Linked DNA regions of Mus musculus: regions 2, 3, 4 and 5 are each linked to region 1. A link is a contact called in public ChIA-PET, HiChIP or PLAC-seq and promoter capture Hi-C data. All regions are on one chromosome and are shown on one strand. Each heading gives the region's core, a stretch centred on a gene start, on an enhancer-like site or on the middle of the called end of the contact. The rest is flanking DNA. Distances are from core to core; before and after follow the strand shown. Region 1 holds the start of Dag1 (dystroglycan 1). Region 2 holds the start of Mon1a (MON1 homolog A, secretory traffciking associated). Region 3 holds the start of Traip (TRAF-interacting protein). Region 4 holds the start of Uba7 (ubiquitin-like modifier activating enzyme 7). Region 5 holds the start of Ip6k1 (inositol hexaphosphate kinase 1).

What was found. Promoter capture Hi-C pulls out the DNA fragments that hold promoters and counts their contacts. ChIA-PET counts read pairs in DNA pulled down with a chosen protein or histone mark. HiChIP or PLAC-seq counts read pairs in DNA pulled down with a chosen protein or histone mark.
Region 2: a contact with region 1 is called in a promoter capture Hi-C map of pre-B cells, with 5 times the contacts expected there. The contact joins the promoter of Mon1a here to the promoter of Dag1 in region 1. A contact is called at or near these places in 12 of 39 promoter capture datasets (the 3T3-L1 cell line, the HPC-7 cell line, HPC-7-derived erythroid cells and 9 more), 5 of 484 Hi-C or Micro-C datasets (B cells, CD8 T cells, palatal mesenchyme and 2 more), 1 of 115 datasets of contacts at active chromatin or transcription factors (pancreatic cancer cells) and 2 of 9 other capture datasets (adipose tissue and liver).
Region 3: a contact with region 1 is called in an H3K27ac HiChIP or PLAC-seq map of microglia, with 7 times the contacts expected there. The contact joins the promoter of Traip here to the promoter of Dag1 in region 1. A contact is called at or near these places in 5 of 39 promoter capture datasets (the C10 cell line, the HPC-7 cell line, cranial neural crest and 2 more), 2 of 484 Hi-C or Micro-C datasets (embryonic stem cells and natural killer cells), 5 of 115 datasets of contacts at active chromatin or transcription factors (bone marrow-derived macrophages, extraembryonic endoderm stem cells, microglia and 2 more) and 1 of 9 other capture datasets (liver).
Region 4: an RNA polymerase II ChIA-PET map of memory CD8 T cells shows a contact between it and region 1, with 85 read pairs. The contact joins the promoter of Uba7 here to the promoter of Dag1 in region 1. A contact is called at or near these places in 2 of 39 promoter capture datasets (liver and neural stem cells), 2 of 484 Hi-C or Micro-C datasets (embryonic stem cells and regulatory T cells), 4 of 115 datasets of contacts at active chromatin or transcription factors (bone marrow-derived macrophages, effector CD8 T cells, memory CD8 T cells and 1 more) and 3 of 9 other capture datasets (adipose tissue, liver and pancreatic islet).
Region 5: an RNA polymerase II ChIA-PET map of memory CD8 T cells shows a contact between it and region 1, with 36 read pairs. The contact joins the promoter of Ip6k1 here to the promoter of Dag1 in region 1. A contact is called at or near these places in 7 of 39 promoter capture datasets (the C10 cell line, the HPC-7 cell line, cranial neural crest and 4 more), 1 of 484 Hi-C or Micro-C datasets (embryonic stem cells), 4 of 115 datasets of contacts at active chromatin or transcription factors (the SCID.adh cell line, effector CD8 T cells, embryonic stem cells and 1 more) and 3 of 9 other capture datasets (adipose tissue, liver and pancreatic islet).

The regions. Positions count from the first base shown.
Region 1 is chr9:108,262,332-108,265,223 of GRCm38.p6, forward strand. Dag1 (dystroglycan 1) reads right to left here and starts at 1,484. Exons shown (of 4, transcript NM_001276482.1): 1 at 1,294-1,484.
Region 2 is chr9:107,886,625-107,889,516 of GRCm38.p6, forward strand. Mon1a (MON1 homolog A, secretory traffciking associated) reads left to right here and starts at 1,505. Exons shown (of 6, transcript NM_028369.3): 1 at 1,505-1,778.
Region 3 is chr9:107,949,531-107,952,422 of GRCm38.p6, forward strand. Traip (TRAF-interacting protein) reads left to right here and starts at 1,433. Exons shown (of 15, transcript NM_011634.3): 1 at 1,433-1,642. The coding sequence starts at 1,545. It overlaps Camkv (CaM kinase-like vesicle-associated), which reads left to right. Exons shown (of 11, transcript NM_145621.2): 11 at 1-161.
Region 4 is chr9:107,974,078-107,976,969 of GRCm38.p6, forward strand. It overlaps Uba7 (ubiquitin-like modifier activating enzyme 7), which reads left to right and starts at 1,490. Exons shown (of 24, transcript NM_023738.4): 1 at 1,490-1,636; 2 at 1,720-1,888; 3 at 1,978-2,112; 4 at 2,229-2,335; 5 at 2,633-2,723; 6 at 2,827-2,892. The coding sequence starts at 1,608.
Region 5 is chr9:108,001,258-108,004,149 of GRCm38.p6, forward strand. Ip6k1 (inositol hexaphosphate kinase 1) reads left to right here and starts at 1,391. Exons shown (of 6, transcript NM_013785.2): 1 at 1,391-1,565. It overlaps 4930535L15Rik (RIKEN cDNA 4930535L15 gene), which reads right to left and starts at 1,162. Exons shown (of 4, transcript NR_166685.1): 1 at 1,019-1,162.

The DNA of each region.
Region 1 (2,892 bases), core at 234-2,733:
TGTCAAATCAGGTTTTTTAGAATGATGAGGACTTGTCCGGTGACAATTTCAACAGAGGTACATATCAACAATGCTTGCACATTCCCACCCGGTGCTGCCTGCATAGTGCTACTTACTCCTACCTTCACACAGGATCCCACACGCCTTGCAACTAACTCCCTAGTGAGATCTGATTTCTCCAATAGCCCCTATGTCCTTTAAGCACGCTGACCATGTCCTTGACTTCAAGGCAAAAAGAACTTCAATTCTCCATATTTAAACCATCGATCTGTACAACCCGTTACCGTGGAATTCTTTTTCTAAACTAGAACATTCTGAAAGTATGTCTCTTGCTCATTAAGCACAATATATACTAATATGATTGCAACACCCCATCTCCATCAGATTCCAAAACATCTGGAAGCACACCCAACTCTAGCTGGAGTTATGTTCTATAAACACCACCCTCACTTCACGAGTCTGGCTTCCACGCCAAGAACTACTTCTACTCGCTTATTTAGGGAAACAGCAGGCTGGACTCTCAAGTTAGACCTCTAGGCTATAAAGGTACTGTCCCAGACTAGGCGGACCAGTCAAAACTTCGTCATCACCACGAAAACTAATCTTGATGTAATTCAACTTAACAAAAGCTTCTCAAATTGTAGAGATTAAGAGGTGTGTTTTTAATTGCCCGTTGAGTTTGTCAATAAATGAACTTGGGAGTTATAGCAAAGGACTCTGAGTCAACATGGTGTTCCCTCTGGGAACATTTTCCAAATATACTCGCAAGTGAACCTGATTTCCCAAATACCCACTGCAAAGGTAGTAAAGGAGTCTCCCACAGAAGCGCAACCGAGGGGGAGGAAAGAACCCCAAGACTCGGAGCAGCTCAAAGCAAGAGGCGGGGGCGGCGCCCTTCCCAGCCTCTGGCAGGAGCCCCACAGTAGAGATGCCTCCTAACTGGGCCGCGACCCCCACTGGCAACCCGGAGGCAGCCCGCAGGCCGCACACGCCCGCGGCCGATGCACAGGCCCCGCGTTCCCGGGAGCGCGGGCCGGGGCCGAGGCCTGGCCCGTCGCCGCGGCGCGCAGCTCCGGCCTCAGCCTTCAGCTACCGGACGGAGAGCCGAGGGGCGGCTCCGCACGGACGGCGGCGGCGCCGCCTCCTCACCCGCAAGGACGTCCGTGGCCGTGTCCCCGCCCCGGGCCGAAAGGGAGCAGCAGCAGGTGTTCCGCGGAAGGCTCGGTCGGCTGCAGCGGGGATCCCGGCCCCAGCAGGCAGGCACCGGGAGGCAGAGGCGGGAGGCGCACTCACCCAGCACCACGGGCAGGCCGCGGCAGGTGTTCGCTCCTCCGGGCCCAGGGACACCGCCGCCACTCCCCGGGGACTCCGCGCGAAGCTACCGCCGCTGCCGCCCCCGAGCCCCAGGAGCGCGAGCGCCGCGCCGCAGCCTCCGCGCGATCACGTACCGAGCGGTGAGAGGGCGCCGAGCGCGAGGGCGGGGCGCGCGGCCGGAGCCTAGCAACCGCCTGACACGCGAGTGCCGCAGCCAATCCCACGGCCGACTCGGAGCGGCGCCGACTAGCCTTCAGCGCGCGGCCCGCTTCTGCCTGCGTCGCTAGCCCCGCAGCGCGCCGCACCCGCGCACAGGCCCCGCCCCGTCCCGCACCTCTCTGCCCATTGGCCTGTCACGCCCCCGCCCCAAAAGCCACGCCCCGACGTAGAGGCCCCGCCCCCGAAGTCGACCAAGTGGGTCCCGGGACACGCCTTAGCCAGTCCGGGTAGCTGGGAGCGCTTGCTAGCTGGGGTGGGGGAGGGGCACCTTTCCCAACTTCTCCCGAAGAATAAATCGAGGTATGGACAGGCCGGCGAACCGGTCCGGCCACAACAAGCCACCACACAGCTGCCCCCTAATTTCCTTCGAGCAAAACGCAAGCGGTATCTAAACCATTCAAACACTCAGGAAGCGCCCTCCCAATTGCAAAGGAAGAGAGGCCTTGTTACCCTCTCCTTAATATGGATGGAGAAACTAAGGCCAGATCCGGGTGGGTGGGCAGGAAGGTAACCCATTTCTTTAGTGCTGGCCATACAACAGGCTTCCCCTCCCCCTCCTTGGAAAGCTAAAATCCAATGCCTCCTCTGGAGCTCAAAATAGCTCTGACCCGCTAGCACAGGTCACTCACCCCCCGGTGGCCCACATTCTTTAGATGGGTGGTTACTGCTAGAATCTGGCCTCCCCCATTTATGGAGGGTCCTAAAGTAGTTCTTAACTCTCCTGGGCTCACCAGAGGGCCCAAACTCCAGAGACTGGAGATTTAACAAGTTACTAAACCTGACAGTGCATAATACCTGTGGAAATCAGAACTGTGGTAGGCTCTGCTCCCTTCCTAACTGACCCCACACTGCTAGAAGGAATCCATTCCTCTTTGGCCTAGGGCCAGGCTGGAGTTTCAGACACAAGCTGTTATCAGTAAACTCATTCTGAATACAGACCCGGCGGCTACTCAGCCTGGGATTCCTGCCTAAAGGACGGGCAGTTCTCTTCAGAAGAGTCTAGGAGAAAAAATTTTCAGGAAGAAATGCCCTACCTCAAATACCTGTTTGCAATTTCTCAATTCTTACGTGACTAACTCATAGAGCCTAGAAAAGGAAGAGGAACTAAAATCCAGGAGAGCAAGAGCAGGCCATCCCTTGGATGTTAATAAACTGAAGAGTTAATGGCTTCTCAGATTCTGACTTTAAGACTGTACCATTTTAGAAAGGCTGAGAATGAGCTGGCCATGGTTGCTGCCGTCTGTAATCTTTACACTCATAAAGCTGCGACTTAAGGATTGCTGTAAATTGAAGGCCAGTCAAGGTCGCATAATGAGTCTCCAGGCCAGTTTGGGCTATAGAGTGATACCTTGTCTCAAA
Region 2 (2,892 bases), core at 255-2,754, 380 kb before region 1:
ACCCAACGTAAGATGTGCACACACACCCCTGCACATATTCCCATACATATTTGCACATACATGAACACAGAACATACATATGCACACAAAAGAAGACCTCGAACTCAGAAATCTGCCTGCCTCTGCCTCCCAAGTGCTGGGATTAAAGGGGTGAGCCATCACCGCCCTGCTCAAAAATTCTTACTTTAGACTCGTATAGTGAAATAATATGAAATGAAGTATATAGGGAAAACTTGTATAAATTATATTTGCTTCAAGGTAGGAACCTGGAAGCCAGAGCAAGCAAAGAGAGGAAATCCTGAAAGACCTATGGAGACTTGGAGAAGTTCCACTCCCCTTCTCAGTCTCCACTGCAAAGGAACGAACTCCCTCTCACATGGGACGCTTCCCTTACCCAGCATTTAAGGGTCTGGTAACCCTGTGGAAACTATCTCCAGGAAAAGGTCACAGGTTGTCATCATGTCAGTCACACATATGCCAGTATTATGGAGCCAGATTTCAAATTTGCATGGGAGAGAGGGAGGGAGGGAGAGAGAGAGAGAAAGAGAGAGAGAGAGCACACATATGCCAGTATTATGGAGCCAGATTTCAAATTCGCATGGGAGAGAGGGAGGGAGGGAGGGAGAGAGAGAGAGAGAGAGAGAGAGAGAGAGAGAGAGAGAGAGAAGAGAAGAGAGAGAAGAGAGAGATCCCCAACTTCTCCGACCTCCTTAGGGAGCCTGTCAAACTGCAAGGAAAAGTCAGAGGTTTTTGACTTTGTCCTTTATCTCAGAACTATTGGGATGACTAACCATGAAGCTTGAAAAGTAAGCAAATTGCTTCAGATAAAATATAAGTAATACTAGCCATTCCCTAATTTTGCTTCTTCAAACTATTCACCAGAAATAAGGGCTGCTGGGAAAACTTGTTTTCCTGTTTTTATTACTTTGTGTCTAGGAAATTATAAGCAGTGGTTCCTTGCCCTTAGAAATCACCCAGGAGCTTTTTCAAACAACTCCGATGCCTCGTACCTCACATTCATCCCATTAAGTAAAAATCTATAGGATAGTGTCCAGGCATTAATGTTTTTTTAAAAGCTCCCCGGGTCAGTTTATGTGAATTGTTGAGAATTGTGCTTTCTATTGCCTTAAAATAATATACTGTGACCAGACTTAAGGTCTTTTTAAGCAACAATTTTTGAGTCTTTTCAACACGTCCGCGTCTTGTACAGTCTATGTGGTTGTGCTCACTAGTGGCATTTATCCAGCTCCCTAAACTTATCATCTTTCCATGATCGGTGGGGAAATACTGACGTTCGTTCTGGTCCCTTAAAGTAAACATCTAGTGGGTGTTTGGGGGGAAGGGTAGAGGACCCGCCTCTAAGACACGGAAGAAGGCGGTGCCAGGTGAGGCAACCCGGGTCCTAGGTCAGACCCCGCCTCTGGCATCGCCAGGCTCGGGAGCCCGGAACCGCTCCCGCAGCTTTAAGGCTGCGGAGAGTTACGGACTACATTTCCCACAATGCACACAGGGGCGGGCTGGGGCTGGCCAAGAGGCTGGAACCGGGCCTCCGCCACCAGAGGCCGGTGAAAGCTGTCTTCCTGCGCCGGTGGCCGGTTAAGGGTCGGCAGGAGAGATCGGTTCCTCCGCTGTGGCCATGTCTGTATCCTCCAGGGGCGGTAGCCCCGCGAAGTTGCACTCTGAGGCCAGGCACTGCTGGACACTTATATCTCCCCAGGGGTCTGGCAGAGGGCAGTGACTGGTACCCTCGGTAGGTCCTGTGTTTCCCCAAGAAACAGGTGAGTTCGACTGCTAACCCACGTGGCCTGGGGGCGGCGAGAGGCGGGCAAGCTGTCATCTTTAGAGGGAGGGGCTTGAAAACTAGGGGGGGGGGGTGTCCCGGCCATCTACTGCCCCGATAGGGGTACTGCGGCTCTTTGGGGTCCTTTAGCCGGCTGGTCCCAGCTAGGCACTAAGAAAGATGAGGCGAGAACTCATCCTTTGGCCGGGAGAGCAATGTCCCATAGGCAGCAGACACCAACCCCCAATTCGGACATATTCGGCCCACAGAGTTCTCTTTAAAAGGAGGATGGTGGAGCGAGGCAGGCAGGTCTGAAAGGGTGAGCCAACCCTTTCTAGGTAGAGTTTGCTTGGGAACTGTGAGCAGCCTTTGTCAGGAAGGGGAGTGGCCTCTAGAGGTGACAAGGAACTAGGCTCATTGTAGATCCTGGAGGCATCCTGCTGAAGCAGCCACATCACAGTCCCAATTGAGCCCTGACTGTCAGACTTTCTGAGTCGTCCTCCCAAGTGGACCAAAGGGGTCAAGATCAAATTTGAAGCGCTGTTAGAACAGGAAAAAAGATCAAGGTTGTTTGAAGCTAGTAAGGAGGGGCTTTTGCAAGACCCTCCTCTCTCAGGAGCAATCTGAAGGAGGGAGGCGCATTGGAAGGAGGGACAGCATCAGCTTTTTGTTTGTTTGTTTGTTTTTGTTCTTGGTGATTTTGTTCATAGGCTCTGCTAGAGGCTTCTAGGAAAAGTTGCATGCCCTGGGAGCACTTAGAGGAACTGCCTAAAAAGTGTTCCTGTAGAGACCACTGGAGCTGTTCTCAGACACCTCCCTTGCATAACGGCTCAGGACCAGCTTTTCCAGGAGCACTTGCTGCAGAAATCAAAGTCTATTGGAGGTGGGAGGTGGGCTTTATCTGCTCCACTCAGCCTTCTTGCCTGAGTGTGTGGGTATCCAGAAAACGGTTCGCTTCACCAGGCCTTCTGGTTGGAACCCCAGACTGACCTTGGAGAGGATAAAAATGCTATATGATCTCACATAGAAGGAGAACTTTTGTGGAAAAAAAAAAAAAAAAAAGCACCGGCTAGCTCTAGACAGCTGGCCCTGCTCCGTTCCCTGTGCAGGTC
Region 3 (2,892 bases), core at 183-2,682, 310 kb before region 1:
CAGGCAGCCACGCTGGTCCTTGCCCTTGCTCGGCACTCCATGGTGGTCCTGCCCTTCTCCCTGCATGCCTGTGGGTCTGCTCTGGTATGTGAAGGTTGGTGGGCTAACTGTGTGCCTACTGAACCTGGCAAATAAACGTCACCCTGCAAAGCCTCTGGCCACCCTCTTGCCTTTGCTTCCTCTGTCCTCTTGGGGAGGAGCCTATGGAAGGCAGTGCGGGAGGGACGAGGCTGTGGGACGATCAGTTTTTGGGTAGCGGTTGATGCTTAGTGTGTTGCTTGGAGTGAGAGTGGAGGTCACCTTCTCCAGTGTCTACCTGGATGATGTTGATGGGACTCCTCTGGACGCTAAAAATCCCACGAGAGTGGTGTGTTTCAGCTAAAAACTATCCCGAGCTGAGCGCCGAAGGGCTGACGCTTTTCCGATTCTTGTTGACAAAGAGCCTTTGTCTTAACTTGGACTTAGAGGTGGAATCTACTCAGGGCCAACCACTATAGGAAGTGACCTTGCGCGTGGGCACAGTGGGGAGAGGGTGGGATTGCACAACAGTTCTGTGCTTCTTGATGCCTACTTCCTGTGAATACCTGTGCTTTCCACTTAGACCAAAAAGATTTCATTCTGTCTTCCCCGGCTGGAGCAGACCTACTTTATAAAGTTATGTATGCTTCTTCTGAGGGAGTAATACTGCTAACGATACCGTAAAAATCGCTAAGGAGCCTCGCTTCAACTCAAGATGGCCTTTCTCAGGGAGGACCTTAAATTATCTGATGTGGGAATAATAAAGAGGGTTTGTTATTTCCTGGTCTTTGAAGCATCTGTACCTCCAAAATCACCATCCTACAGTCTCAGGTATGAGGCATTCTGGGAGGAAAGGGCTAAATTACTAGCTCCAGTGTCTACCTAATCTCAAAGGTTATTAGGTCATATTTGAATAAAGCCAGGACTAGTGTAGTGGTTCGAAGGGCTAGGACTTAATGTGTCCACCTTTCCAAGATGATCCATAGTAGAAGGTTTAGAAAGTGGGGAGCCCTCTTTCTGTTTGGGAACTGTGGGCTGCCAGCGTATGGCCTATTACTTTCCATAGCCATGGTACCATCATCCCCTTTTCTTGGCATTCCAGTCTATTTGACTGCCCTGAAGTGCAGCAAGAAGGGGTCTGGTTCACTTCGCACCGGCTCTAGCTTGAGACAATACCCGGCTTAGCAGGGATAGGGGTCAGACTGTAGTTTCACTGTTTTACGCCACAGGGGATCGCAGGGTTTTGCGGTAGAAACAGGGACCCACTCCCAGGAGACCCGAAGGAGCTAAATCCCAGGATTCCGCACGGCTGGCGGGCTGCTTATCACAGCCCTCCAGCGCCCCGCCCCGAAGTTTGTCCAATCAGAGGGAAGCACTCAGGCGTGGGTTTGTTATTCCTTCCGGTTCACTACCGGAAGTCGTGCGGTGGAGCGAAATTTGAAGGAACCGGAGCGGTGGCCGGTTCGGCCACCAAACTGTGTCTGTCGCTGGCAGCTGGTTCCCTGGGCTGCTTGAGTCGAGCCATCATGCCTATCCGCGCTCTGTGCACTATCTGCTCCGACTTCTTCGATCACTCCCGTGACGTGGCTGCCATCCACTGTGGCCACACTTTTCATCTGCAATGGTGAGTGACGGCGGTGTAGGGCCCCGTGCGTGTCCTAGAACCACTTAGACGCTATGGGGGTGTCGGGCCTAGAGACAATCCCTCCTCCGAACTAAGACAAGTGACGACGACATTAGAGGAGCCTCACGGAAGCTTTCCAACCTGGGCCGAAGTGGGCCAGGTGGAAGTGATACCGGTAGCCCACGGTGAAAGAGTGCTTCTTTATTGCGCTAAGAAATGACTTCAAAACTATTAGTTTGAGCGAAGATGAGCTTTTACTGCACTAACGAGCTATTGTATTTTATTTGAGAGTCAAGAGACAGACCAACAGCCGGGCGGTGGTGGCGCAAGCCTTTAATCCCAGCACTTGGGAGGCAGAGGCAGGCGGATTTCTGAGTTCGAGGCCAGCCTGGTCTACAGAGTGAATTCCAGGACAGCCAGGGCTATACAGAGAAACCCTGTCTCGCAAAACAAAACAAAAAAAGAAACAGACCAATTTATGCTGATAGGTTTCTGGCAATCTTTAAGGGTCTGTCGTTTGCTGGAATGCTTTGGATTGTTTCTATCCAGAAACACCTCGTTGATCAGACACTCCAGTACACCTGGCTTAACTTGGAATGGCAAGGAAGTGTGTTCCTGTCGTCGAGGGGTCCTGATGTTCAGTTGTCTTGTGGGTGACGAAAGAGTCCCTTTGCAACTGAGCAGGCTGATCCAAAGCTCCCAACCAAAGAGAAAATAAGGTAGAAGAGAGGTCTCCTTTGGGAGACTGGGAGGTTTTTGAGGGGCAATAGGGCCCACAAAGCAGGAAGTGGTGTGAACACTTCTGGGTGTCTCCCATTTGCAAAGCTTTGTTTAAAACCGACCTTAGAGTCTGTTGTGTTGCATATCCCAGTACAGGCTGGGGAGGAGGGACAGTGTGGAGACTGAATGATTGGGAGTTTTAAGGTTAGTCTCAGCTACATAAGTAAGGCAAAAGTCAGCCTGAATTTTCCCAGACCTTGTGTCAAAAAGACAAACAAACAAAACCACATAATACAGTGTTGTGTGGCCTGAGCTCCATTCCTAAGGAGCCATTGTGTAGTTAGGTTAGAAGTAACCCCGCCACTAAAGCTACTTTGTATCACCTGCTCTCTCCCTAAGCTTTCACCTTGGACTTTCCTGTGTAATTATGTTTTAGGTCTGTTTCTTGAAATCATATTTGGCTTTAAAAATTTGGTACTAAACTGAACCTTTTTAAGCCTTAAGTGTGAGCTTACTGATGAAATTTGTCA
Region 4 (2,892 bases), core at 240-2,739, 290 kb before region 1:
AAGTCTGGTGGCCTGTGTTCAGTCCCAAGTACCATCACAAGGTAGTTCCCATGCTTGCTGTAATCATAAAAAATAAAATAAAAGCATCAAGGCTGGGAGTAGCGGCTCGCACCTTTAACTCTGGCACTCAAACACAGACAAGCCCTGTTTATGATTTCAACCTGGTCTGCATAGCAAGTTCCAGACCAGAGCCAGAGCTACATGATGAGACTTTTATAAAGACAAAGCAAGCAAACAAACAACTCAACTGGCTGGTGATGGTGCGTGTCTTTAATGCCAGCACTCAGAGGCAAAGGCAGGGGAATGTCTGAGTTCGAGGACAGCTTGGTTTACACAGAGAAACCTTGTCTTTAAAAAAACAAAAACAACAAAAACAAACAAACAGTAGCAAGATGGATCTAGTGCCTTCGAGCCTGCTGTGGTGACAGCAACTACTTTCTTATTGGAACTGAGCCCACTCCACAGGAGGGAGAGAATTCATGTCTGGTATTATAAACCTGATCCAAAAAAAAAAAAAAAAAAAAAAAAAAAAAACAGTGATTGGGTAGGTCATAGGCCCTCATGGTAGAATGACAGTCATGTTAGTGACCTTAGCGCGGGGCCACTGTGGGCTTTTATCAGAGAGGCTTCCTTTTGTGGAGGGCAGTGGTGCCTGCAGGGACTCATAACCGGTCAGTGTGTAGAGAAGTGACCTGAATGTTCAGCCCTAAAGGAACATCTCGATCTGCTCTAGCCAAGGCTCAGGGAACGCCATGAAAAACAGGACGCGATAGCTTTAGAAGTGGAGGATGGAGTCTTTGCAGAACATGATCTTCTGGCCACAAATGGCTGTTGTGCTCTTGAACTCACAGTAGTTGTGACCTGCACAAGATCTGTACAAAATTTGGGCTTGTGAAGCATCCTATCATGGGAGGAACAGGGACTCATGAGGCCTCGCCCCTCCAGGAGGGTGAGACATTTTCTTTAGTTCTGTAACCACTGATAAGGTGCCCCTGGCTTCCATAAATAACCTCTCGCCCATCCTCTTGTATGAAACGTCTGCAAAACTCACCAAGTCACCAAGAGGAACAGCAAGAGTGGGAGGAGGATAGAGAAGCTAACAGATGAATATGATCAAAATGTACACGTATAAAAGTGCCATAACGAAGCACATTATTATGTGTAATTAATATATGGTGATGGAAAACACACCCACAAATACGCATGAACACAGCAACACCCTGTGTTATTTTCACAACTTATTGTGAGTCTACAGTTATTTCAAAACAAAAGTTTAAAATATATATGTGACACATGTCTTCATTTTGTGGCTGCCTGAGCTTCTCATTTCTCAGGTCTGACTCAGAGAGTCACTGGCCTCTTGTAACACTGGGACTTATCCAAGCGATAAACCCCAGTTGGCCTGCAGAGCACTGATATCTGTCCTCATTCACTGGGAGGACCAGGAACCAACTCAGTCTAGTTTCACTTTTGGTTTCCTGAAATCATAGAGGAAGCAGAAAGAGAGCTGTAACCAGCAGCAACCAGCGCTTTGGGGCCTGTTTGCCTTGTTTTCCTTGCCCCCTCCTGTGAGCCCTACAGCCTCCTCTCCAGCCCCACGACTGAGGATGGATGAAGAGTTATACTCCAGGCAGCTGTAAGTCTCAAGGTGGGATAACCAAGTCGGGTGGCTTCCAGACCTTTGGTCCCCAGCTGCCACCTCCTTCTTCTTAACCACAGGTATGTACTGGGCCTGCCTGCTATGCAGAGGATCCAGGAAGCCAAAGTCTTGCTATGTGGCCTGCAGGGTCTGGGAGCTGAGGTGGCCAAGAACCTAGTCCTTACAGGTGTGGGCAGCCTCACCCTGCATGATCCCCATCCCACCTGCTGGGCTGACTTGGCTGCTCAGGTAAGAGTTCTTGGGGGTCTCTATGCTGCCTCCCAGAGCAGAGGCCAAAGGGGAGTCTCCTTGATCAAGCTGCACTGAGCTGTCCTTAGTGTTTCCTTTCAGAAGAGAGCTTGGGAAGGAACAGGGCTGAGGCCTCTCAGGCGCAATTGGCTCAGCTCAATGAAGCTGTCCAGATCTCCGTCCACAGTGGCGACATCACTGAGGACCTACTGCAGGGTTTTCAGGTGCTTTCCCCAGAGCCACTTTGCATGCTAGCCTAGTACCTCCCTCCTGCCCTTAACGGCAGAGAGAAGGTGGCGAGTGATTCCGGGCCTGCTGATCAATCACGGTGTCCATCTAGGTAGTGGTGCTGACTGACTCCAAGCTGGAAGACCAGCTGAAGGTGGGACCTTTGTGTCACAAGCATGGAGTCCGCTTCCTGATGGCTGAAACCCGGGGCCTTGTGGGGTGAGGAGACTACCTGTGTACCCCACCACATCACTGCCAGCAATTGGTCCTAATGCCTTGCCCAGCCCTTAGCTTGCCCCATCCTCCCCGACTCAGCCTAGAGCTTACAAGGATGCTCTGGACTACAGTCTTGCCCTTGTTTCTCCACCTCAGCATGCAGACCTGCTTTAGTGCACCCTGCATGCCCAAACCAAAGTCTCCACAGCTTTCCTATAATTCCTTCCCCTTTGGGCCTGTCCTAGTGCCCCCTACTCACAACTAATGAGCTTCCTCAGTAACTTCCGCCACCCACACTAGGCGGTTATTCTGTGACTTTGGTGAGGACTTCACAGTTTTGGACCCTACTGAGGTAGAACCCATGACAGCTGCCATCCAGGACATCTCTCAGGTGGGTGCTCAGATGTAGAGGTTTCCCTGATGTCCAGAGAAAGGTGCCAGGGCCCGTGGAAGGTAGGTACAGGCACTCTGAAGACAAGCCATCTCTCACTCAGGGTTTCCCCGGCATTGTCACCCTGAGAGGAGACACCAAAAGACATTCCTTCCACGATGGGGACTTG
Region 5 (2,892 bases), core at 141-2,640, 260 kb before region 1:
TTATTTTAGAGTCAGGGTCTCATGATGTAGCCCTGGCTGGCCTAGAACACACTATGTAGACCAGGCTATCCTCAAAGTCAAGAGATTGGCTTGCTTCTGCCCCTCAAGAGATTGAAGGTGTATACTGCCATGCTCTGCCTAAGAAAAACTCTAAAAATTAGTTTTATATGTATGTGTGTCTGTATGAATATATGCCACATGTGTGCTGGTGCCCATGAAGAGGGTGTTAGACCCCCCATAAAGCTTTGAGCTGGGTGATGTGGGTGCTAGGAACAGAACCCAGGTTCTCTGTGAGAACAGCAAGTACTCTTAACCACTGAACCATCTCTCTTAATGGGGTGTCTATCAAAAGAAGAGTGTTAGAGACTTCAGTTTCAGCAGCCTGAGCGGCTATAAGTGTTTTTTCCTGAGTACTTGGCTTACTCTAAGAGCTTATTAAGTCTGTTTCTTGTTCATCTTCATTTTATAGACAGAGCAACTAAAGAGAAGCTAAAGCTCAAAGTTCTCAGAGTTAGGGCGTTTTGGTGTGGGACCAGGTGCTGTGATGTATCCTAACCTTGAAGCCAAAAGCCCCGGGTTAGGTGTCTACTTATGGAGAACAAGGGATGGTCATTTTCGGACTCATAGTTTGCCTTGGAGATAGATCATGATAGCCAAGGGCAAAAAGACACTGTGTCACAGGAACTTAACGGTGCTCTGAGGCAAATAAGAGCGATCACTATGTGCTGAGACTTGAGCTGGTTGCAGATTGAATTCTTATGCAAAATAAGCCGGGGAAAGGGGAAGCCGAAATCGAAGAGGTAGCACAGACGGCTGTGCCTCGGGACTGGTGAGAGACAACGCTGGGAGACGCTTAGAAAACACTAACTCCGGAGCTAGAAGAGTAGAAGGACCCATCGCCACCACTTCCTAAGACTGTGTGACCTTGGCTCAGGCTCTTTTCTGCGCCTCAGTTTCCTCACCAGTTAACTAGGGACGATCCCAAGCACAGAGGCAGGGGACAAAGCAAATACCGTACCTATGACATTCCCTAAGTGTGTGCGAGAGGATGATAAACGCTGCCAGCTCAAAACCGAAACGATTGCGCAGGTGAGAAAACGAAGGGCTCTCCAGCATCACCCCCATCGCTGCTAAAAGCTCCACTGCTAGCAAACCTGAGAATGGCGCGCATGCGTCAATTCCTGCCGTCACAGTCACGTGCCCCAGGCATTCTGCACGAGAGGCACGCCCTGACTGACGGAACAGTTGACGAATCAACGCGAAGAACTCCTTCAGGCGTCCCAAGAAGAGGCTATTGATTGGAGATAACCTCAGTTAGGGGCGGGTTCTTTGCTGTCCTTGGTTACTATGACGCCCGGCCCCCGCCCCCTCGGCTGGCCGCCATCTTGTTGTTGATCCGTACCCAGTGGGCAGCGCCAGGAGCTGGACCGAGCGGCCGGTGAGGGGCCGCTGCTGCGGGGCTCAGCCACCAGCGCCGCCTGCCAGGGGGGCGGGCCGAGACCTGGAGGCCCGGGGGGCCCAGCTCCCGTGGGGAGCCTTGGGCGCCCGCTGCCCGAGTCGGGCCGGTGAGTGACAGGAGTCGGGCCAAAAGACCCGCCCGACACCCACGGCGAGGGTGGCGGCGGGCGCGGGGTTGTTGCTGGCGCGCGTAGGTAGGGTCGGGACTTGGGGCGAGCATCACTGGAACATCATTCCAGCATCCTGGTTGGCCTTCCGCCGAGCCTCCCAGATGTTGACACGGAGGCTGGGTGGGCAGCCCGGGTGGAGGTCGGAGAGCCCTGAGCCCTGGGACCGGCCGGCGGGGTACCGGGAAACCTGCCTTTCAGACCGAATCCCTGGGTGCCTGAGAGCCGGCGTGCTGAGACGTGGTTGCTGCCAGCTCGTTCTCCCGGCCGTAACGTTCCTCCAAATCAGCGATAAACGTTACGTCGCTCTTAAGATTTCATACTCCTGCGAGTAAATTTTCAGGCCGCTTGAGACTAAGATGAGACGAAACAGGCCTAAAATGCCTTCTGAGCCAAGGAGGGTGGTATCGGGGCCCTGTGCTTTTGGTAGGGCTATGATCCTCTGCCTGGCATCACCGAGATCCCTCGGCGTCTTCCGTGCTCTTCAGGGCTCACTGTTTACTGCTTCTTGAAGAACCTAGCTAAATGTCCACAGTGGCAGAGTTTTATTTGGGGTATAAGTTGTTTGGTGCTCGACTTGGAGTATGTGGTTTAGGAGGATAAGGATGATGATGATTTGATTAATTTTGTCTCTTAAAGAGACAGTCCGTTAGGAGACGTAGGAGTGTTGGGACTATTAAAAACAAAAACTGAACTAGGGTATGGGAGCTCATGCACTAGGCTGAAGGAGGAGGATTGCCATGGGTTGCGGGCGGGCCAGGCAGAGCTACCTAGCAAGACCCTGTCTGCAGACAAAAGCAGAGCTGAAAGCTGTTGATGCTTGATGAAAACAGCGAGTCAAGCTTAGAGTCAAGATGGAGGCGGGGCTGGCAATCCCCAAAAGAGTATGCAGCTCTAGAAAGGGTCCTGGCTGCTGTAAATCACATTTTTACCCAGGGTCCCTTAGGTTCGCCACACAGGTGTCTTGTATGTTGTCGTCATATGAAACCCACAAAAGACGATTAAGGAGGCCAAGCAGGAGGTGTGCTCGTAATGTCTGTTAGGATCATGCCTCCTCTGAACGTTTAATTTTGGGAGAAACCAGCACCCTGGGCTGGAGATGATACCTTTGGGAGACTGGGCTGAATGCAGCCGGCCGAGGCAGCAAGTTGTGAGGAGAGGGGACTTGAGTAGTATTTATGCATTTCATTGCCCTTTCATCTTTTGAATGACTAATAAAATTTTAGCCTTGGTGAAATAAGTTTCTTGGATAGTTATTAAGGGAGAG